Linked DNA regions of Mus musculus: region 1 is linked to region 2. The links are chromatin contacts, called in public Hi-C maps. All regions are on one chromosome and are shown on one strand. The core of a region is the stretch at or near the end of the contact, and the rest is flanking DNA. Distances in the headings are between cores, read along the strand shown.

Region 1 (5,424 bases), core at 928-3,427, 140 kb after region 2:
TGGGAAGTGGGTTAATATTCATTCCGTAATGATACCTTTCAGTAATATAATATTGATCATGATCATAACACACTTTTCAAATAATTGTCTTCATGCGAACACCATGCTTTCTCCTTGGGTTAAAGCCATGACAGAATCTGAGTGAGGCTGAAGAGTTCACTGTCTCTCACCTCCCACGTGAAGGAAACAAACTGAGGTGAAATGCCTGTCTCTGACTTGCTCAAAAGGCTGCCAGGAGCCTCCAGGTCCCAGAAATTGGGTCCTTTCCCCATCCACATCTGTCTCTGAGGTTAAAAGCACCCCAAAATAAACTGCTCAGGAAGGACAGGTGGCAAATCATTCAAGCCCGTGGCTCTCACCAGCATATACAGCACATACACGCAACTCTACTTCTCTTGGTACTGGCAGCTCAATTAGTTACTCTTTGTCTCGTTCTCTTCCATGCAATGGCTAGCAGACCAGCGTTGCCTCAGTTCCAGAATATCCACTAGGCTTCATTGGTAGTTCACACTTTCTAGAGTACCATTTTCACTCAGCAGGAGTCTAAGGAACTGTTAAAGGACACCCTGTTTGGGATTTTCTCACACAGGGCTTCTATCAGTTGCATAATGTATCCCATTCATAAAAGTGTGGAAATGAATCATTTTATCCTGGCATGGTGTCGTATGAATGCAATTTCTGCACTGGGGAGGCTGAAGTGGATAGATCTGTGTCTCCGACCAGCCTGGGCTAAACATCCACATTGTCTCAACACAAGACGAGACAAAAGAATTCCCTAGTTTAAAACACTGTAGGCTTTGAACATTAAAGGCTATCTAAGCAACTCATGGGTGGCCCTAGTCTGCCTCCAATTTTCTCCATCTGAATTTGATTGTGACTCAAAATGTCTTTGTTTAATTCAATTTAGTTAAGGGACCTAAGTAGGAAAAGGAAGTTGTCTTCTTCCTTTCTTTTTGAATAGAAATTGGGGAACATTTTTCATGATCTTATCTCTCTCCTGAGGAGTGGAACATCAAAGTGACCTTGACAAATCCTGTTGTAATCTATTTCTAAATCGACTGTCCCAAGAGACTTGTTCTGCCCTCCCAAGCTTTGTATTTTAGTTGAGTAAAAGGGGAAGAAGCCAATCATTGTCTACAATGCAAAATGCACAATGACAGCTAAATCTCAACCGAGTAACTAGAAAACCACAATTTATTAAGAAATCATATTTAAAAGTAATATTAACATATTGAAACAAGGCTTTTATAAGATCAGGAGGTTAACGATATCTTCTTATTCTGTAGAGTATATAAGATATTAATAAATAAGGTCATAAATACAACAATTATAACAGCAATTGATCGGCATGGCGTCCCTAAAGTTTCCTCACATCTAAAGCTAGTTAAAAATGGGATGTTGCCTGGTGAAATGACCAAATTCCCCTTTCTTCCCGGACTGGTTATGTTACAATTTCCTGTCCTTTCTACTTCCCATACTTGAGTGTGGTCTTGTCCACTCCTTCTGGAAAGGAGGAAAAGAATAGCCACCCTGATAGAATGAACTAACAGGGCAGCTGAAGTGAGTCTGAGCTCCCTCTGCAGATGAAGCCATCCATATTCACACTATCCACATCTAACCTTGTGAAGATTGCATAGAAACCTCCTGTGAGATAGGCACTGAGAGCCCACACCAAAGCATCAGAATCTTGGTGGCAAAGAAAGACAAGGATCGATAGAGAGCAGACAAGCATCATCTGGAAGACCCTGACCACATCCTACTACTGTATTTATGTTTAGTATTTATTATTGTTTATTAACTACTTCCTCAATCATGGTGGTATGATTATGCACAGAGGAATAGTATGAAGGATTTGTATTTATGTGTTTATAATGCAAAATGTACAAACATGGAGAGAAATTAGTAATAACTGTAGTTATCAAAGGAAACAAGCCTAATTAAAGAAATAGCTGCTCCAAAACCATATGCAACTCAAAGCCGAAAAAGACAATTCAAATTTAATGAATGCCTTTAATATTAATTACAGAATTCTTAACAATACTTTGGGAGAGCTCTCTTGGAGAATTCAGCTTACTGTTTAACAGTTTCTGACTAATTTTATTAACCTGTACATCTGAGAGGATCAACCCCCTCTGGGTTTAATTAGAAGGAAATTCAATTTGGATCTAAATGTCAACAGTGGTTACTAATTATGGCAACGCTCGGGACAGGATAGCCTGGCTGCAATCAGGCAGGTTCCTAGTAACATTAACGCCTTCTTTCTGAGTTCCAAGAGAGTTTGGATGTTTTAAAATAAATACAATTCAGCATGGGACACTGCTAATATCATGAGCCCCTACTGCTAGGTGCAGACATGCAGAAGTGGATGCCAAATTAAATTACAGGAATCTCTCAAACATATAGCTGAATAATAAGCAGCTACAAAACTAGGTCAGGGTTGAAAAGCTGGCTCCGAATGCCCCTCCCCCAACATGCAAAATAAATACCCCACTATCTCTGAATAGAAATCATTCTTTTGTTATGCCCTTTGTCAAGAATACATTATTGCAAAATGATATTTATTTCCACAATCTTCACAGCTGTGAGCACAACTAAATTAATCTTTCTAGAACTGATTTCATTTGCAATTTCATGATTACAATTATAAAATGTAAATTTATTACTTAAAAAAGAAATGATTATAAAAGACATAGATTTAAAAAAAGACAGTTCCTTATCTGTTGGCTTGTTTCACTTAATACTAATGAAATAAATAGCTGACTAACCCTGGGATAAAAACAAACAGTCTGAAGATGGTTGTAAAATATGGGAAATGAAAGCTAGGAAGACAATTTTAAAAAAGCAGCCCTTTTAATGCAGAGCATACAGGAATCATATGGCTTAAGGAAAGACCAGAACACTGCCTGTTGTTGCAGTGAGGTTGATACTCATGGTCAGCCTTCTGAAGTGTTTCTGTTGCTCCATGGCATTAAATACAAAACATACTTGGGTGCTACTGATCTTTCCCCACCTGCAGCTTTCAGTTTTATTCTCTTAAATGTTAAATGCTAGAAAGCCATTTTCAGACTGTTTAATATTGATGACCCAAATAATAGATTCATTTATAGAAATCCATATTTACAAGATTTCTTTTCTTTTTAGCAGAAATTAGTCAATAGATTGGTATTTTCTTCTTTAAATATATTGTTTCTTATAATTAATATCCACATGTCTACTGTGTGCAGTGAATTATTCTGGGTGCTAAGACATACAACAATGTAAAAGTAAGCATTATCCAATTATGCTAGTTAAAGCACTAATGACAGGATTGGATTTTTGTTTTATTTGGTTTTCAATAACCAGGAGAAAATAAACCATCTACCTTACAAAATGTCTTTATTTGCGTAACTTCTCTCCCAAACAAAAATAATCTATTTCTTAAAAATATCAATTTAATTTTCCCCATTTAAAAACATGACTTGTGAGTCCAGGCAAATACAATTAGCACATGCATTTTATTAAATATATTCAAGTGTCAAATGCCTATTTATGGAAAGACCACTAATGATAACTTAGGCTCAACTAAAAATGAATGTCAATAAATGGTTCTATAAGCACTTACGCTCATAATAGATGCAATAGCATCTCTGAATAAATATTAACATGTAAAACTGCTATTTATCATGTCAACGCAATCAATAGAGACCATATTTCTGGACTAGGAATGCATCAGTAATCTTTCTGCATTTGCCCGAAATCACAAAGCAAAAATGCAAGCACTGTCACAAGACATTTATTGTATTCAATTGGATCCAAACTGGTTGCTGTGGAAAAGGCAATTTAAGCTCGTGCAACAAAATAGTCTATGTATATATGAATAAATTATTTTTACTATGATTCCTTTCTATTTTCTTTACCTGCCTAAGATGCAGATTTTCAATAAGAGACTCCTACAGCTTAGTAGAGTGTGAGTCTGGTAGACTTCTGAGTCACTCTCCCACTCAAATCATTAGCTGCCCCCTCGATTATCATGAAGGATAATACACTGTTGAGGGTGTCTATATTGCTTCTTTACTGTTCACAGCTACAATCACCTCCATGAGAAAGGCAGACTTCTTTCCTTTAAGAGTCCATTTTTCTTTTTACCTCTGGGAGGCGTGATACCTCCATCAGGCTGCTGGGGACCAGCACCTTTCCACTACAGTCACTGCTTTCTGCAGTAGTTGCAATGAACATCTGCTGCTATCACACTGAGGCGGTTAGAGACTCATACTACTGTGTTTGGAAATAAATGAATTTGGAAAGGCCATGTCCATGCACACTGTACTTTGATCTCACTCCTCCTTCACTTCCCCTTCTTCTCTCTCCTTCTCCATCTCTCTTTGTCTCTCTATCTCTCTCTGTCTTAATATCTCTCTCTCCCTCCCTTCTCCCTCCCTCTCTCTCTTCAGCTTGCATACTACCCTAAGAAATTTGCCTTTCTTTGTCTTTCTCCAGTGTCTCTCAAAACACCAACACACTGTCCCTGGCACCATATCATCCCCTAGAGGGAGACAGGCATAACAAGTGAGCTTTGCTGCTTAATTGTAAAGCTTTGAGGTCACTTTAAAACTAGTATTTAATGACTTGCTCTCCTTTGCTAAGGGTGCCCTTGAGATAATTTTCATAGAGGCATGCTGTTATTAAACACCTGTTAGATGCTAGATTTCTCAGAAGAATGAGACACACTCTTTATAACTTAAGTAAACGAAATAAACAAGAACAATGGTATTAAATGCCTGATGGACATTATAATAGGACATGCTTCTTACACTGGTTTTAAACTGTAATTTACCAGGTCATATTATTCTGAATATTATATTACAAATTCGGAGCAGGTGTTTAAAGCTATTTTCCTACTTGATTAGATGTTAACTCATTCTCTCTGCATAACTGAAGCTTTGCTTCAGATCTTCTGATAACAGAAACGGAAGCTGGGAAACCACAGCTCAATAATAAGGTGAATGGAAAAAGAGTTGGTTTCCGTCTCTCGCAACTGCTTTCCTTCATGTGTTCCACTCAAAAAGAAAAAGAGAGAGTGTGCGTTCTCGATTGTACCAACAACCATGGCATAAAGGCTAAGCACACCTGACTGCTTTGCACTCCCTAGTGGCATAAAAGCTTCAGTTTCGAAAGGTTTTCAAGTAATCTAAATTTTTAAAAATTTTCTCTAAGACCATAAGTTGCAAGTCAAGACTGTGTGAACTCATAACGCCACGTAGTCCGTTGAAATTGTTCTAACAACTAACATGGTGATGTTCCAAGGAAAACTGCAGTTGTCAGATGTCCTTGAATGGCAGCCTCACATGCTCCTCAGAGAAGCTGAGTCAGTTTCATGGACAAGGGTCTAAGTGAAGAGAAAACATCTGAAGCACCTGCATAGGAAGGCAGGGCAGGCGTTGGAAG
Region 2 (6,086 bases), core at 295-2,794:
AAGGAATTGTCTCAGCTTGATAAAAATATACTATTTTAAAAACAGTATTGAGCCAGGCAGTGGTTGCACATGCCTGTAATTCCAGCACTTGGGAGGCAGAGGCAGGTGGATTTCTGAGTTCAAGGCCAGCCTGGTCTACAGAGTGAGTTCTAGGACAGCCAGGGCTACACAGAGAAACACTGTCTTGAAAAACAAAACCAAAAACAAAAGAAAAACGTAAACCAAACCAAACCAAACCAAACCAAAAACAGTATTGATAGAAACTCTACAGTTAAAATTACACCAGTGATGGGAAACTTCATATAAGACTTGAAACAAGACAAGGACTTCATCTCACCCCAATAAGCAGTGCATTGAATGTCTGGCCTAAGGTAATAAAGGAAGAAATTGGTTACATAGAAGGGGGAGAGAGAGAGAGAGAGAGAGAGAGAGAGATAGAGATAGAGAGAGAGAGACAGAGGGAGAAGAAGAAGAAGAAGAAGAAGAAGAAGAAGAAGAAGAAGAAGAAGAAGAAGAAGAAGAAGAAGAAGAAGAGAAGAAAGAAAGAAAGAGATAACGAAGGAATTACTTTCTAGTCACAGATGGCTTACTTTTGCACATAGAAAATCACAAAGAATTAGCATCAACAACAAAAATGACCTGAAAACAATAAGCGAACATAACAGATATGCAGGGTGTGATGCTTCTTTGTTTGCCAGCCACTAGAACTGCACATTGAACATTTAAAAACACCATTTATAAGAGTCTTCTAAAAATACAATACTTAGGTATAAATCTAAGGAAACATGTCTAAGTCTTATAGAAAATTACAAGCTATTGATGAAGAAAATGAACTGTTATCTAAATAAATGGCAAGTCCTCTGTGTTCACAGGTGGGAACTCTCAGTATTGGATGTTGTCAAGTTCTTTTCAACTTCATGTATAGCTTCAGTAAAATTCCAATGAAATCCCCATGAGTAATTCTATAGGTACTGACTCTGAAATGACAGGGGAAAGCAAAGGACCTCAAACACACAGCATAATCTGAAGTTGAATTCACAAAGATTTGCTGAAAGGGCAAAATATTGCAGACTGAACCTATTGGTAAAGAGCAAACAGGTCAATGGAGCAGGATGGAGAACAGGCATGGATGCTGGCATAGAAATTCCTGCTGTCTGGGAAATGAACAAAAGTTATTCAAAGCAAATGACAATTTAAAAATAAGGTGTTGGCATTTTGTAGGCCTACCTAGCACTTGCACTTGCCTCTCTGGTCTTAACAACTTAATATGTTTACAGACCTCAGGGTGACATCCACTCACCATCTGTAGCATCTTCTCTTGATCATCCCCATATCCAGGTGAGAATTGGGTAATTTTGGTAGAATGGCACATCTTTACTACATACATTGTTGGACCTTGTTAGAGATCCCTTAAAAATACTAAGGATTTTTTAAAAAGTGATTACTTAGGTAATTTATGGTGTAACTCACCGTTCTACTTAGCTTCAGCCTAGAGTAGTTTAGATGAGATATTGTTACAGTGCAAAAACAGTGGAGTTTACATGAGGATGGCCTTTTACTCACAACAATGTGATACTGGAAGATTCTTTAGTATACAGGTTACACAAAATGAGTGTATGTTTGAGTCTCTGTTGACAATAATCAATGATTCTGGGGCTACAGACAAGACTCAGTGGTTAGGAGCACTTGTTGCTCTTATAGAGGACCCAGCCACCCATGTGGTGGTGTATGAAGATATACAGGCATAACACATGCACTCGGATCCCTGCCAGGCCTGGCTCACTGCAGACATTCAGGGACCTTTGGGGAATGCCTGCAACATTAAAACCAAAAAGCCTCAGAAAACTTGGTCATTGATTTCATCACTTTCACTATGTGTTCTGGTTGCTCAGGGTAATGAGGATGACAGAGGTGCTGTCTTAGGTCACCCTGTCTGGAGCAGATCAACTGTCAAATACCAATGCCTAGTGTCAAAGGTTTCCAGAAGCCAGGGCTTCCAGGCTCTCGCTTGAGTGTCTGCAGTCAACTCAGAGGCCATCACTAACAGAGGAGCCAGTTTTGTAGTTTTCAGATTATCACATGTCATGTTTTCCTTCTTCCCTCCTTTCTCTGTCTCTCTCTTTCCCCTTTTCTTTATGTCGTGTTTCTCTCTTCTTTTTCTCTCCATCTCTATCCTTCCCATTCTTCTCCCCCTCCTCTCTTTCTTTTGTGATTAAAATGGCAGTTCTGTACGGTTTTCTGGTCAGATATATATTATCTCAGTCTAACTATAAGAAAAACCTGGGACAGATTCCAGCAGTGGAACAATCTAGAAAATGTAGGAATTTCTCACAACTCTCAAGTCATTCTAAAAAGAAAAATCATGTTGACAACAAAATCTAGTGAAAAGAGAGGCCATGAATTTGACAGATAGCAAGCTTGAGTTGCAAGGAAGAGTTTTGAAGGAGGAAATGGCAAAGCTATGATTCTTAGCTATCACACTAGGAGGCTAGGGTAGCTTATGTATGTCCTGAATATCAAAGCCTCATCAGTTCTATAGAATTCTAATTGGAAAGCTTTGCCCACGAGTGTAGCTTTTAATGGAAATGAGATTCTATTCACTCTCCTGAATTTACCCAACTCAATTACTGTGATGGTGATCTGTCTACAGGCAAAAAAAAAAAAAAAAGACGGGGGGGGGGAGGAGGGAGGGAGGAAGAGAGAGACAGAGAGTCAGACACAGAGAGACAGACAGAGAGAGAGAGAGAGAGACAGAAAGAGAGAGAGAGGGAGGGAGGGAGAGAGAGAGAGAGAGAGAGAGAGAGAGAGAGAGAGAGAGAGAGAGAGAGAGAAGAAAATTGTAATATTCTTTATAAAGGAAGGCATGAAGGAAAGAAAGGAAAAACCAAACCTTTTAGCTTATTTTCATCTGAAAAACAGACAAAGGCCCTGAAAATGTTAAAGGACTCAGAAACAGTCCAGAAAGACAGAATCCCTATCAAAGACAAATCAGCATCACGGAACTGAGCCAAGAACATGCGGCTGTATATTTAGGGTTGTTGTGAAATAGAACTCGACTGATGGTTTTTCTGTTCTCAAAGGGTACAACTTATCTCCACATTAATCTCTTGATCCAGAACTATTTCAAGCCAACTGAAATCGAGAACTGAATAAACCTTATTAATCTTAAGGAAGCTCAGGACGAATGAGGGATAGAAGATTCTAAAGGATTTTTGGCAAGCCAAAGAAAATAGGTTAGAATTTTAAGAGAGCTTGATGGTTTCCGAGGCAGGATCTCTATGCTCTGGGATGCTCCTGAAGCCTGGCCTTGGCCTCCACTGAGCTGCGCTCTCTTCCCCTCAACAACCCGAGCCTTTCTCCTCTACTCAGTATTGGTGGGAACTTAGGAGACAACAAGAGATTCTGGGTTCTCTTGTTCTCAACAAAAATCTAAGTTTGAATCAATACTTCTTCCCACCTTCTTATAAGGAGACAGAGAGGGAGTTGTGGTGTGATAGGCTGAGCTATGTGTGTGGTGGTGTGCACCTATAATTTTAGCACTTGGGAGGCAGAGTCAGGAAGATCACTCCAAGACTGAGGCCAATCTGCATAGTGAATTCTAAGACTGTCTTTAAAATAAGAAAAGAAAAGAAGTAATTAAAAAAAAAACAAGAAAAGTTTGAAAATAGGTCATAACTTGGAGTTTAATGACCTATGAAGGATCCTAGATGAGATTGTAGGATGAAAAGTAGACATATGGGGAGGCTAGGGCTATTCAGATGTGGTGGGACTTAAGATGGCCATACATCAATGCCAGTTCCTAATGTTGACATAAGTACCCTTCTAAAATGTGACATGATAAAAACACGAAGCTAGATCTAGTGTACTCTCTCTATAGATGAGTACAGTAATTTTTTAAATCAAAACCCTTTTCAGAATAATGTATTCATTTAAGAGAAATTAACCCTAATTTTATTCTTCAAAGGCTGAACTGTGAACTATAAATAACCAAGTTAGTTTCCAAACCTGTTTATGCCTGTTATATTTTGTTATGTGATTAAAACATGTATTCAAATCCTTTCTAACAGGGTTGAAATATGCTGCATGAAATGGGATTTCTATATCATTTAGCCCTAGGAAGACTGAATAGAAATTTTGCTAATAAACTTGTTAATTTTGGCATTCTACTATAAAAGCTATGAAAACTTGAAAGACTCTCAAGAATCTTTTTTCATGCTGACCCATAGAAATTTCAGTAATTTTTGTACCATTGCAAATAAATGTAATTGGAAAAATTCCCAAAAACATAGATTTAGGGATGTTGCTCATACTACAAAGTCACACAGGAATCCCTCACGGGATACTCATCTGCGTAATGTCCCTTTTAACCAAGGACTGTCCCCTGATCTTACTACATTAAATTAATTTTAAATTTGTTTACTTATATTTTATGTGCTTGGGTATTGGTATGTATGTATTAAATATGTACCATGTGAATGCAGGAAACCACAGAGGCCAGAGGAGGGTATTGGATCCCCTGGGACTGAAGTCACAGGTGGTTATGAGCTCCCATGTAGGTACTGGGAACCAAATCTGGGTCCTCTGAAGAGCAGCAACTGTTTATAACTTCTGAGACATCTCTCCAGCTTCTTATATTAAAAAGATTTAATTCTGTATAAAATGCTGTTTTCCACCTACTTTAATCTCATACATGCATGAACATGACTTGTACTTGGGTATTAGCACTGGTGGCCTATCACTGGTCAGCATTTGGTACAACCTTTCAAAATAAAGGCATTAAACTTCAACTACATGCCAGTAGATGATGCTTAATTCAACATATGATAGCCTTTGGTATTTGCACGTGAGGGAGTCTATGTGGATGTCTGGAGGTCCATAAATCCTGCATATTTCTCCTCTACAACTAAGAAGAGAGAGTAGAGATTTTCTGAGTTACTCTGCCTATCAAAAGACATACAGGACCTGAATGCCCAGGTACTTTTCTCTTAATGATAGATGATGGTCTCTTGCTTCTGGCCAGTTATGGCAGAAAACAGGGTCCTATCATTAATCAAGGAGAAAGAAATAATAAAAAAATCAAAAGGAAAAGCACAATACAACTTCTAGAGTGTTGTTTCTACCCGAGATGTCTCCTATTTGGGGGTTCGTGCATTTTTACCTCACATTCATTTTACCAGATCTCTGAGGGCTAGTGTTGTGTTGACTAGTTAATCCAAAATTTTCTCTTTCCACCTTCCACTCCTTGGTTGTTTTTTACTTGGTATTAAGTTTCTAGTGACGTTTGCTGATTTTTTTTGTTTGTTTCTTTCTGTTAAGTATGAGTACCTTTACAGAATGTTGGGATTTTTATTTGGTTATGGGGTAAAAGAGTTTGTAGGCCGTTTTGTGTATGTGTGGGTAGACCGTGGTAAGAATATATGTGTTCTAAAGGAAAATTTGGCTTCCTGAGACTGTGAATATGAAGGTAATGCTGGCTCTGGATTCAGCCACTTAAGGCATTTCTTAGCCAAGATTAGAAAAATCAGAGCCAAGGACATGTGTCACCCACTGTGTATTCTTGGGAGAGCTGAGTCTATTTGTAGTGGAGTCCATTTCCAAAGAAGGATGTCTAAAAATCTCAATAGATATTTCAATATGCAAACTGAAGGCAAATTTAATTTTAATTTACTTTAATTTAAAACACTATACTCTGCTATGAAAATCTTTTAGGGTAGAAATGTAAGTTGCTAAGGATGTAAAAATACACTGACTGCCTGATATAAAAGGCTGGGATTCCTGTTATTTGCAGACAGCTCCCTCAATGGCTAGATCAGTACTGCAGAAGAGGAATTAAAAAAAAAAAAAAACTCACATGATATGTACTCACTGATAAGTGGATATTATCCCAGAAACTTAGAATACCCAAGATATAAGATACAATTTGCAAAACACAGGAAACTCAAGAAGAACGAAGACCAAAGTGTGGATACTTTGCCCCTTCTTAGAATTGGGAACAAAACACCCATGTAAGGAGTTACAGAGACAAAGTTTGGAGCTGAGATGAAAGGATGGACCATCTAGAGACTGCCATACCTGGGGATCCATCC

What was found. Hi-C and Micro-C count contacts between places; a contact is called where the count stands out from the background.
Region 1: a Hi-C map of the N1E-115 cell line shows a contact between it and region 2, with 8 times the contacts expected there. The contact joins two enhancer-like sites. A contact is called at or near these places in 1 of 484 Hi-C or Micro-C datasets (the N1E-115 cell line) and 1 of 9 other capture datasets (embryonic stem cells).

The regions. Positions count from the first base shown.
Region 1 is chr4:6,897,319-6,902,742 of GRCm38.p6, forward strand. The region is part of intron 1 of Tox (thymocyte selection-associated high mobility group box); the gene reads right to left. Among named protein-coding and RNA genes, the nearest start is that of Tox, 91 kb to the right of the region's middle. Within about 2 kb of position 2,178, at least 8 of the 459 cell types and tissues checked have an H3K27ac peak or open chromatin away from gene starts, as enhancers often do. A contact at or near this core is called in the N1E-115 cell line, where this site is marked.
Region 2 is chr4:6,757,322-6,763,407 of GRCm38.p6, forward strand. All of the region lies in intron 3 of Tox (thymocyte selection-associated high mobility group box), which reads right to left. Among named protein-coding and RNA genes, the nearest start is that of Gm11802, 60 kb to the left of the region's middle. Within about 2 kb of position 1,545, at least 1 of the 459 cell types and tissues checked has an H3K27ac peak or open chromatin away from gene starts, as enhancers often do. A contact at or near this core is called in the N1E-115 cell line, where this site is marked.